2 separate regions of the Neogale vison genome follow, and region 1 is linked to region 2. Evidence: chromatin contacts called from public Hi-C data. All regions are on one chromosome and are shown on one strand. Each heading gives the region's core, a stretch centred on a gene start, on an enhancer-like site or on the middle of the called end of the contact. The rest is flanking DNA. Distances are from core to core; before and after follow the strand shown.

What was found. A called contact is a pair of places that touch in the nucleus more often than the background predicts.
Region 1: a Hi-C map of muscle shows a contact between it and region 2, with 2.3 times the contacts expected there. The contact joins two enhancer-like sites.

Annotation. Positions count from the first base shown.
Region 1 is chr13:32,755,976-32,761,649 of ASM_NN_V1, reverse strand. All of the region lies in intron 10 of RAD51B (DNA repair protein RAD51 homolog 2), which reads left to right. Among named protein-coding and RNA genes, the nearest start is that of ZFP36L1, 240 kb to the right of the region's middle. Within about 2 kb of position 2,784, the one cell type or tissue checked has open chromatin away from gene starts, as enhancers often do.
Region 2 is chr13:32,627,350-32,632,995 of ASM_NN_V1, reverse strand. No RefSeq gene overlaps it. Among named protein-coding and RNA genes, the nearest start is that of ZFP36L1, 110 kb to the right of the region's middle. Within about 2 kb of position 3,260, the one cell type or tissue checked has open chromatin away from gene starts, as enhancers often do.

The DNA.
Region 1 (5,674 bases), core at 1,535-4,034, 130 kb before region 2:
TTCCACCCAACCATTTTGGCCACTGGAGTTGTTTTAACACAACACGGTCTAAAAAGAATACCAATCACTTCCCTTTGCTTCATGCTCTTCCCATCAACTCAACTGGCATGTTTCAGGCGCCTGCTCTGTGCCAGGCGTTTTCTTCAGAATGGAACAAGACTGTCCTTGCCCTAGCAGCTTACCAGGAGAGACAGTCAGGTACTGTTAGTACCTGGGGCAGAAATAGTGTGAGAAGCACTATGGAGACTCAGTGGAAGGAGCTTCCAGCAGAAAGCAGACATGAAAAAGGGGAAAGGGCCTGACTCTAAAGGGAACTCTGTCCATCACTCATTCTTCCACATATTGATCACCCAAACATTTATTACCTGCTTGTAGTTTTCCAGGAAACATGGGTCTGGGAATTCAAAGAAGAATGGGACGTGGAGCACAGGGTTAGGAGGGAGAGGGAGGGGAGGAGGTGGTGAAAGAGGAGTTGAGAAACAGATCGGGCCAGACTGGCAAGGGCCTTGCCTGCCAAGCTGAGTCTGAACCTTGTTCTGGGCATAATGAGGAGACTTTGGAGGTCTTTATGTGGGTGGTAGCGCAGATTTCCACCCCACCCCATTATTTCCGACTTCAGCCCCTGATTTCTTTCTTTCCTAGAACTTACTACAGCATGGAAGTATTTTATTCACTTGTTTGCCCTGTGCTTGTTTCCTGTCTGAATCCCCAGCTGGGATGCAAGACCCATAGGGACAGGGACCGCACCTGGTCTGACTCACTGTCGTAAGGCCAGTCCTGGGCAGAAGGTGGGCCCTTAGCAATATTTACCAAATCAGATCTGTGTTCAGAGAATTGTCTCCTGTTTGTAGCGTGGAGGGTATCTGAGGGCATGAGGGTGGGTGATCCCATAAGAAGGACTATAGTAGCCGAGAGATGCTGGGAGCCTAATCTGGGCAATGGTGGCACAGGAGGAGGGGGACATATTTAAAGGACTCATCCAAGGTAACGCTGACAGACCTTGATGAGGGAGAGGGAGGGGTCAGAGGTGACTGTAAGGTTTCCACTGGGATGTCTGAGTGGCTGGTGACACCACTGAGAGAGAAAGGAGAGCGGAGGAACCCGAGGAGGGACTTGTCGTGGGAAGCAGGAGAGCGTAGATAATGAGATCAGTTTTGGACATGTGTGATTTGAAACAACTGTAGAATGCCCGACTGGAGATGTTCAGCAGACAGTTGGAAATATATGTGGGCAATCCAGGAGATGGCTGGGACTGAGGTCACAGATTTTTGGTGATAAATGAAGCCAACAGAGAGTATGGCTGCTCAAGGAGAATAGAGTTTGAAGAAACAACAGAAGCCTGAACCTGGGAGATACAAAGTTTAATGAGAGAGTAGGAAAGAGGAGCAATGGAAAAACAGAAGGGGCAGTCCAAGAAGTAGGAGGAGAAGAGATGGGACTCCTAGCCACCATTGAGAAATTTGAGCCCCACCTAGGACAGAGCAGTGAGAACAGAAGCTGCCATCTTGGCTGACTGATACTGCCCTTTGCTTACCCTGTTAGTGGTAAAAGGAGACTCTTAGCAATTCTGGGTCACAGAGAAGAACAGAAACACATCTGTGTCGTTTATCAGGACTCTCCCCTTCTAACAGACCCAGGGGGTGGGGCCAGATTTAGTCTTGGGCTGAAGGGTACGTATTGGTGGGAGTTCTCAGCTTGGAAACATTTTTTGAGTGGGCAGCTACAACACAAACCCCAGCAAATCCTGCCTCTTATCACCTCCTACCAAAAATGGCTCATGTGGATTAAGCAGTTGCTTGACCAATGGCCCCCACTTTGGGGTTTGGGTTCAGGTTCCAGCAGGGTTATTGCAAATGGCAGCTGTTTCCATTTCTCTCAAGGAAGAGGTTTTTCTCGGGGAGCTGGTTCATGAGGTAGTGCCCATCTTCACCTTCCCTCAATACTAACCTCTTTTCCTCAGCATTCCCTGCCCCAACCAACCCTGGTTCTGCCTTCCTTCTTGGCACTCGTGTACTACTTTCCTGCCCTCTGGCACAAACCAGTGCCTTATTTTAGGCACTGAATACTGCAGGAATGAAATGAGAACTTAAAGAGAAGTCCAGGACCCAAAAGAAACCAAAGAGGAGATGCTCTAGCTAAAGGGAGGAACAGACCGGTCTAGCACTCCTGAGGTCCCTCAGAGTCCTAGCATTCCAGGGGATCTGCTGTGAGCCTCTGAGCCAGGACAACCTGCACTGGCCTCAGAGTCTACGGGCCTCGTCTTTAGCCCCCATCCCTTCCCCCTGTCTCTGTCGTATTGAGGTCGTTCCTGGCTCTGAACTTCTCTGAGAGAGTGTCTGCTGGTCATGAGTCACGCTTTTCCTGGGCCTTTTCCCTCCCAGAGAAAGAAGAATCCAGGCTGATGCAGAGAGGTGGATACCCTGACCCAGAATGTGCTCTCCACAGCCCCCCACCACACACACACCCCCGCTGCCACCATCCCGCCTTGGTCTCTACCAGAGCTGCCCGGCTCAGGCTCAGCGATCCTGCCTCCAGGGCCTGAGTGGTTCTCTGGAGCAGGGAGGCAGAGGGAGGACATCTCAGTCTCCCACCTCCCTTTGGGCTCGGTGCTGGGTGAACCGTGTCAGCCCCCCTGCCGGGGGCCGCCGGGCTTTCTGGCGTGGGGCGCACACGCTGGGGCCCAGCCCGGCCCAGCCCTGCCGCATTCTTCGGCCCGGCTTGTGCGTCACCGCTATTCATCTTGCTTGGTGCCGGGCTTGGCAGCAGATGCTGTAAATATGGTAATTTTAGACTCCCTGATTGGAGAGGGCTGCGGGGAGCGGAGGAGAACAGTCTGGTTTACTCTCTGGGAGCTGGGCCCAGCTGGCGCAGCCATCCTCTGTGCGCCCTCTTCACCAAGCGGTGGCCCCATCGGGGCCCCCCCACCCCTTTTTGTGTTCAGGCCTGACTTCTTGGAACCTGGGAAGGAATGAGAAGGACAGATCAGATGTGTCTGGGCCCTTGGCCTGGAGAATTGCTGGTTCACCTGGAGAGCACGGAGGCCGACCAGCCGGAGTACACCCAGTACCACATGGGGTGGGGTTCCTGACCCTGCAGAGACCCTGCCGAGGGCGGGCTGCCTGGGGGATTAGACCCCCACCCAGGGCCGCATTCAGGGCATACTAGGGATGATGTGGGGGCTGCCGGAGGCCTCTGACCCCTCCTGAGCTCTCTCCCTTTTCTGTTCTTTTTCTCCTGACCTCCCCCTGTGGGGGGCTGTCACTCCCAAGGGCCAGAGGCGGCAGCTCCCAGGGTTGTCAGCTAATCGCTCCTCCCACCCCTTTGGTGCTTAGAGGCGTAATTTGCATTTGATTACAGGACCCCTGAAGAGGGTCGAGATTCAAATCACCCCTGGGAGAGACTTCTGGGCTGGTGTTTTCAGGCACAGGGAATCAGAGTAGGAGCTGAGAGTTTTGAGCCCAGGGCCAGGTCAGGTTCTTCAGAAGCCACCAGATAGACTTTCAGCTGTCTGTCCGAGATCCTCAGCAGGACAGTCCCAATTCCAAGGCTCTGAGCTGGACTTGGAAAGGTCTTCGTATTTGAGCCTCTGTCTGTAAGTCATAGAATGCTTGAGTCCAACCCGAAGAGAAGTGACTTGAGCCCAATCATGGGGCCAGATAACCACAGGGTTGTTTGCCCACGTCTGGTGCTCAGTCCCTGCCCTGGACACATTTTTATAGAAGGCTCTAGAAGAAAGAAAAAAAAGTCTGATAGGTGTTTCTTTGTTGCCAATTCCTGGGGGAAGCCACGGCAGGATCCTAGTGCTAGCACATGATGTCTAGACCCCTCTGGTGACAGAAAACTTGCCGTCTGTAAGGCAGCCTATGAAAACCCTGGTCCACTCTGACTCAGGTAAGAGTTCTGGACAGCTGTGAGCTGTTCATGCTGAAGAGGCCTTACAGGGAAGCTGCGTGGATCAGGACTCAGTCAGGTTTGGGTCTAGAGAAGCTCAGGCATCAACCGTCCCCAGCAAATGGTCTTATTGCTGCCCATCCTATAGTCCTATAGAATAAGTCAGAATCCCAGCTAACCACAGTCTTCCCTAGGAGAGGTGTGGCCTGGTCTACTTGGAGAAAAAGATGGGCCTCCTGTGTGAACAGCATTTTGCAAACAGCATTTGCAAGCATGCAAATGGGTCAGAGTACTTGGAAACACTTTGTTCTTCCAGTGGATTAACAATTTTCCCCTGGAAAACAAAACAAAACAAAACAAAACAAAAACAAAAACAAAAACAAAAACAACAAAAAATGTTCCACAGAACTCGAGAAGCACACTCTTCCTTCACGCACAGTATGGGGTTTTACGTCAGCGAGCTCTGATGGGCCGGGAGTCTGGAAACTGTGCTGTACCAGTCCATCCATCCCCACAGCGCTCTGTGTTCTAGAGCGGGGGAGGTGTACAGGCCTTCTGGAGAGATTTGAAAATAACAGTAGATGAGTGAGAGAAAGGGTTGCTTCCAGTTCAAAAATGGTTAAGGTACTGATAACCATGAGACCTGGTCAGTGGAGAACAGGGACATGCAAGTGGAGGGTGAGGAAAGAGAGGCAGGAGAGCAGGGAGGTGGTACAAGACAGGAGTTTAAAATTGTTTTCCCTCTGTAAAATTCTGTCGTCCCCTAGGTAATCAGTTTTGACAGCACCCCCTCCCCCCAAACTGGGTCTGTACAAAGACCTGGTAAAGAAAACCCTCCGCGGGGCTCCCCACCCCCCATCCCCTGGCCTCCGCACAAGTCCCCTGCCTAGTCTCCAGGCCTCCGCAGTCGCCCTGTCCTGTGTCCCACCCCAGAGTACTGCTCCTGCATCTCACTTCCTTGCTTCCGCTCCCCTGCCCGCTGACTAGCCCACCATGCTCTGGCCTGGCAGTCCGCAGCCCCATGCCCCGGCTACAGGGGACCTTTCCTGACTCGTGCCTTATCCCTCCCATGGATGAGGTCGCCTATTTGCCACCGCGTGGAGTGCCCGGAGAGTGCCCGTCATGTGGTAAGCGTTCAGTTGTTACTCTGATTTTATAATGTGTCCTTGGCTTAGGCCACTCCTTCTGTCCTTCTCTCTCCGGCTAAATGCCCCGACCCGTACCGGCCTCTGGTCTCCCGAAACTGTCTGATGTCAGTCTCATTGGTATATCTGACCAGCTAACAATATTTATGTCTGGAGCTTATCTCCCTTTCCAGAATGAAAACACCTCCGGGTCAGGGTTTTCTCTTACACTTAGGTATAAGCTCTCAGCCCCGAGCACAGTGGACTGTCTGCAGAAAAGACTGCTTCTAGACTGCGATCTACTTCATGAAGCCCTTCCCACGCACACCTCACTGGGGACTTACCCACCTGGATTCATCTATGTAATAGAACCAGTGAGTGTTCCCACTAATTCCATTTTAGGGAGGAGGAAAGGGAGGATCAGAGGGTGTTCCCTTGCTTGCAGTCATAGGTAGTGAATGACAGAGCTGGGATTTGAACCCAGGTTGGTCCACTCTAGAACCTGAACTCGGACACCTCAGGCTCCGCCATGAGATTTTTAAAAATCGGGGAATTTTACATCATCTACATTTCTGACTCCCTGGCAAAATGGGGAGATCCGGTGACCCTCAATCCTAACATAAGGCTGAGAAACAGCCGTGCCTTCCTTTCTCTCTGGC
Region 2 (5,646 bases), core at 2,011-4,510:
AAAATGGGTATGAGGCTGATAGCTAACTTACCCATCTACCTCATGGTTCTGTTCCAGTGGTGGCAAGAGCTCATGAATAAAAAGTCTTGAGAACTTTTTTTTTTTAAGATTTTATTCATTTAATTGACAGGCAGATCACAAGAAGGCAGAGAGGCAGGCAGAGAGAGAGAAGGAAGCAGGCTCCCTGCTGAGCAGAGAGCCCGATGCGGGGCTCCATCTCTGACCCTGGGATCATGACCTAAGCCGAAGGCAGAGGCTTTAACCCACTCAGCCACCCACGCCCCCTGGTCTCGAAAACTTTAAAGCATTGTGGTTATATAGCGTTAACCCTCACCTTGAACGTAGAAGTCATTATGGCTCTTCTCCTATCTAACCTTATCCGGTAGTACATTACAACTTAGCCAGTCTAGTACATGTTCCCTCTTCCTGTTCTGATCGGTTCGTCTGTGACTGCTGGCTCTTCCCCTGGATCCCCTGTGTTGGTCTCTTCCCAGAGTAAGTTCTTCCTTGTCCACAGCTGTTCCTCAGCCATGTTCCTTCCTGCAGCAGTGGTCCCCACTCTGGGACCCCAAGAGAGCGGTCCATGGACTCACCTTTCCAGGAGGGCGTGGTAATGTGTAACAATCAGCTTTCCAAGGGTACGACTCACACCATAAATCAAGCCCCGATTTGTAGAGTTTGCCCATTTCCGTGGCATAACTATTCTCCCCATGAGTGACTTCAAACCACCCCATGGGAGATTACTGAACGTGGCGCTGGGAAGAGACGAACAGCCACACACAAGTATGATATCCCCACCGTAGGGACATAAGAGAGGTGTAACAAAAGCATACAGAATAGTAAATTGAAGCCAAATAATGAGGATGTAATCTGTTTTTAGTATTTATTACTGTTGTTTTTAATATAATGTATCCAACTGCAGGTTTATATAATTTCGTTTTCATGATGGCTGTGTTGAACTGGCTCACAAAATTCCTGAAAATTTAAAAATCAGCCAATGCAAGGCGGCCCCAGTACACCGCTGTCCCTTCCGCTCTTCCTAGCAGCCCCCACAGGCCTCGTGCCACGGGCTGGCCCCACCCTTTGCTGAATAACCCCAGCTCGTCCAGGTCCACCTAAATCAAGAGAACATTATTCAACATTCAGCTTCTCCAAATAAGCAATGTCGACGGCTTCAGTCCAGTGGAGTGACTTAATGATCTGTTTCCTTCAATAAACTGTGATTTCTGAATTTAATTCAGATACCTGAGTGTCGTTGTAAACCGAGAGTGAGGCCCAAAGGCGTTTGTGATGTAATACACTAGGTTTATACTTGGCAAGCAGACGGCTTTGTGAGAAATGGATTTTCTTAGGCCGATTTTAGGAAGTTTGGGGTGTTTTTTTAAGAGTTAAGCCAAGGCAAAAAATAACCCTCGCAACATATCACTTCACAGCTGGTCAGCCTGGGAGAAACTATTCTGGGATATCCAAACTAAGGTGCCTCTTTAAACTCTAGGCAAACTGGAATCAGGATGTGGGGTTTCTATTCCTGTCTGTGTCAGGGACTTGGTATGTGATCCCTGGCCAGCTGGTTCCCTCGCTGGTGCCTCAGTTTACCCTATGGTGCGATCAAGTCAACTGCCTTCGCTAAGGACATTAGACTTGAGCTCTAGAAAGTAAGAAAGATAGTTGTTAGGGTTTGCTGGAGAGTTTGGGGTATCCCCTCCAGGAGCCCTTAATTGGTGTAGACTCTGGGAAAAGCTAAGTTTTAGGTGACCTTACCTATAAGAAATGACAAATGAGCAAGGTTTACCAGAAAGCAGCAGGAAGAGGACTAGAAGGAAGGGTCCCCCAAGCAACTCATTGGGGGAAGTGTTAGGTGGGGGGTTAGAGTAAATTGCGTTCAGTGTTCACATCTCTGGGGCAGCGTGTGGGCAAAGGATAAGCTAGTCAGAGGAAAGGTAGGTGGAGAAAAGGAGAGGGGGTTAGTGGTGCTTTTGTCCGGTTTTGATGAGAGTTTCCTGAGTAGGAAAGTAACGGGATCAAAGTTAGGATTCTGATGTGGGACGTTAGGATACCCACATGGAAGAGGACTAGGCACTTGGCAAACTTGGAGGCAATACCAGCCTCAGAAACACCCCCATAGGTTGCATCCCGGGGCGGCTGTATAAATAGCCTCTGTTCCGTTCGTCGTGAGTTCTTGTGGAACAAACCTCTCTCCCCTGCTTAAAGCCGGAGCAGCCATTTGGATGACCCATCACTGAATTCTTCTTTATGGTTCCTTCTGGCGCCTTGGAGTCTGTCACCTCACTTTTCCTGCCAGCCACCTAGGCAGAGGGGATACTATCCTAATTTTCATGGGAGAGCAAAAGAGACCTAGAGATGTTAAATGACCTACTCCAGATCCCAGCTGAGGCTCGAACCCATCATGTGGCCACAAGTCATGGACCTCTTCTACCCCAGCCCATCTCTATCAAACCTGACCAGCTACTTCATTTTTCCCATCCACAGGCCAGACGCTTTTTGCAATACAAAGCTGTTGGATCTCGAGAAAAACTAAAAGGCCAATTCCAGTTGTCGAACACTGTACGCTGGATCGAGAGTTTCTTCCAAACATTCTATGGGAAGCCAGAGGATTCTCAATTCCAAAGCCAGACGAAATTTGGATTTCCTCTAAAAAGAGACGGTCTCTCCCTGTTTAGAACATACCCTTCCTCATTAGGCTAGTTCTGTGTTTTGTAATAACTTTTGCTTACACCACAAAATTGTCATAGATTATGGAAACACACAGGCCTTGGGGGGAAAAAAAAAAAAGAAAAAGGTCCCGAGGTCCCTGGAAGTCATTATTCCTTCCTTTAGCAATTGCTGAGTTAAGCACCAAAAATATGGTTCCCATCTTGCTCCCCCCTCCAACAAACATACACACACACACACACACGATCTGCTGGACATATGTTCAGAAGAAAGCAGGGACATGGGAGTAGGAGAAGAAGATTCACATGTCGTGAGTCAAGAGCTTAAGCATTTGAAAAGAAAAAGTGGGAGAGGGTGGGGAGTTTGCAGCCCTAGAAATGGAATATCCCAAGGATTTATTGCCTTTGAGTATCTCACAAGGCATTTTTTTTTACATAAAATCTGTAGCTTATGGCTTTTTTTTTTTTTTTTTTTTTTTCAGTATAGAGCAGTAAACAAGAGCTCTGAAAGGGGAAGGAAGCCAGGAGAAAGCCAGCTCCATTAGTCACGCAGCTGCATATCCTGTCACAAAGGACCCCAGTTGAGTAATCGCCCAAAATATGCCTGTTATTTTTTTTTTCTGTCAGAAAAAAATGGGGCTTGCCAAAATGTACTGTAAAAAAGAAAAAAATCTGGTCTGTCAGCCCCAGAGGGGGAAAGGAAAAGAAAGAAGAAACAGGCGTAACTTCTCAGCACTCTCTGACCCTCTCCCGACTTATCCTTCAAAGAAAACGCCTTCAGACTCCTCACAGCAATGGAGTCCGGCTTGAGAAAAGCTGGCTTGTGAGGTGTCCCAGGTGTCAGGGTCCCTGCGGGCCATGGTGCCGAGAGGGGGCGAGGGCTGGGAGCACGGCAATGGGAGAGGGGGATGACGACAGGGCAAATGAGCAGAAAGGGGACCAGAATTTCACCCAGTCCTTTGATGGACTTTAAGTGGGTGAGCTGATTGTCCCATAGGGAGCCTGCGGCAGCCACACCAATTCTGTGAGGTGACATGGGCCCGGCCAGTGACTGAGTATTCTAATGTCCTCAGCAAAACCACCATTGTCTCAGGCCTCGGGCTGTTTGGGCCACAGACTGAACAACAAGAGTTTATGTGGAAGAACATCTGACCCTGGGAAAGTCCAAAGAACGGGAGCTAAGGGAAGGACCAGAGCAGCCTACGGTCTCAGGAGTGGTCTTGGCTGGTTTTCCAGAAGTGAGGGCCCGCACACAAAGCGTCACTCAGCTTCTGCCTCTGGCTTCTGCTCTCAGCCCCAGGACACAAAGATGGTCAATCCAAGCACAGAACACTCTTGGAAAGACAATTTCCCTCTTGCTCACACTCTGATCTAGTCAGAGTTGTACACGGGGAAGGAGACTTCTCTTACAGAACAGAACCCTAAGGGGAGGAACAAGGCCGATGCACTATCCCTTTTGCTCTGGGCTCTCCGGAGCCTGTCGTAGAGGAGAGGGCCCAGCCCGGCCTCAGCTCCAAGGACCAGGCTGCCAGAAGACCCTTTCCAGGATCACCTCCAGTGATCAGGGTCTAACATTCGGCTATGTGGCAAGTCCAGGCTAAGTGCCTGGCTATTCTAAGCAATTCTAGGCCAAGGAAACTCCAGTCCAAGGACCAAGCCAATCTCCTTGCTGACTACCACAGGATGGGCCTTCAAGACCCTTGAGCCCCACCCATCCTGTCAGAGGCACAGTCCTGGGCTTCAAGACTCAGCCCTGTCCACTGCTTCCCCCGGGAGAGCTACTTGACACCTAAAGCCATCCCTAGGACGCTTATAAAGTGACGGGCATGGCTTCCTGCCGAGAACAGGAAGTTGGAAGAGAAGACTCTCCTCCTGGTTTCGCTGCTGATGTGCTGTGGAATATCAGGCAACTCAAGTGAACTGTCTCCTGTCTATAAGATTTATGAGCTATGAATCAGAACCTCTATTTCCCCGCAGTGTGCAAGGTCCTGGGAAGCCAGCGGTGAATAACACAGATATAATCCTTTTCTTTATGTGAGACCCAGCAGCCTTTCCCAAACCTTCCAACAGCACATGACTGTGATTCCTGAAACCAGCTCCTCGGGTGGGCGGTTTGGGGGCGGGAGGGTGTGATAGGAATATATACAACAAATAAACACACACACTGTGATTTTAAAGAAAGAGACAAAAACAATCAAACGCGAGTACTAGTGTTTCCAAAATGCTTGTAGAAGACAGCCCTTGAGCCACCTGACTATAAAGAAAATTCTATCAGAGCATCTGGAATTCTCTCTGTTCCACGTTCCAGCTTACTGGGAAACGTAAAGGACCAAGACCAGCTTATGACGCACAGACTCCATGAATATCAGTGCCCATCGTCTCATTCGTATGAGACTCCAGGCACCGGACTGACCCCAGGGACTCTCCTTCCTTATCTCCACTCTAGCTGAAGGACCTATGAGGGCTACTGTCTTCCTCGGGGCTCAGCCTCTTCTTAAGGCCAGGCCCTTCTTATAAACCATGAGCTGAAATCAGAAACGTCAGCCCCAACCCAAGCCCACTGACCATGTTCCGAGGCTGACAGGCCTGGCACAGGAGCACAGGGGTGATGTTATGATCCCCTGAATTGCAAACGAATGAGGTCTCTGGAAGTGCCCATGCCCACACGGATTTTCCTTTGTGGTAGCAGTGACAGCTGAGCCACCAAGGGTGGGGTCGCCATTTAGCTTCGCCCCCTCCCCTTCCTGTGCCCTGTGAAGGGGCTTGGGGGCGGGTCCTCACAACAGAGAAAGCCCCACTTCCTCCAAGCTCCTGACATTTCTCAGCTGTGTCAGGCCTTACAAGCCTGCCGTCAACAGGCACCCAGAGGTGGTGTCTTTCTCAGTCCCTGTTCTTCCCTCATTTAGCGTTCAGTGTTCTCTACGTTGACGAGGTCCACATCTTCCAGGCCATGGAGAACACGCCAACCAAGTAC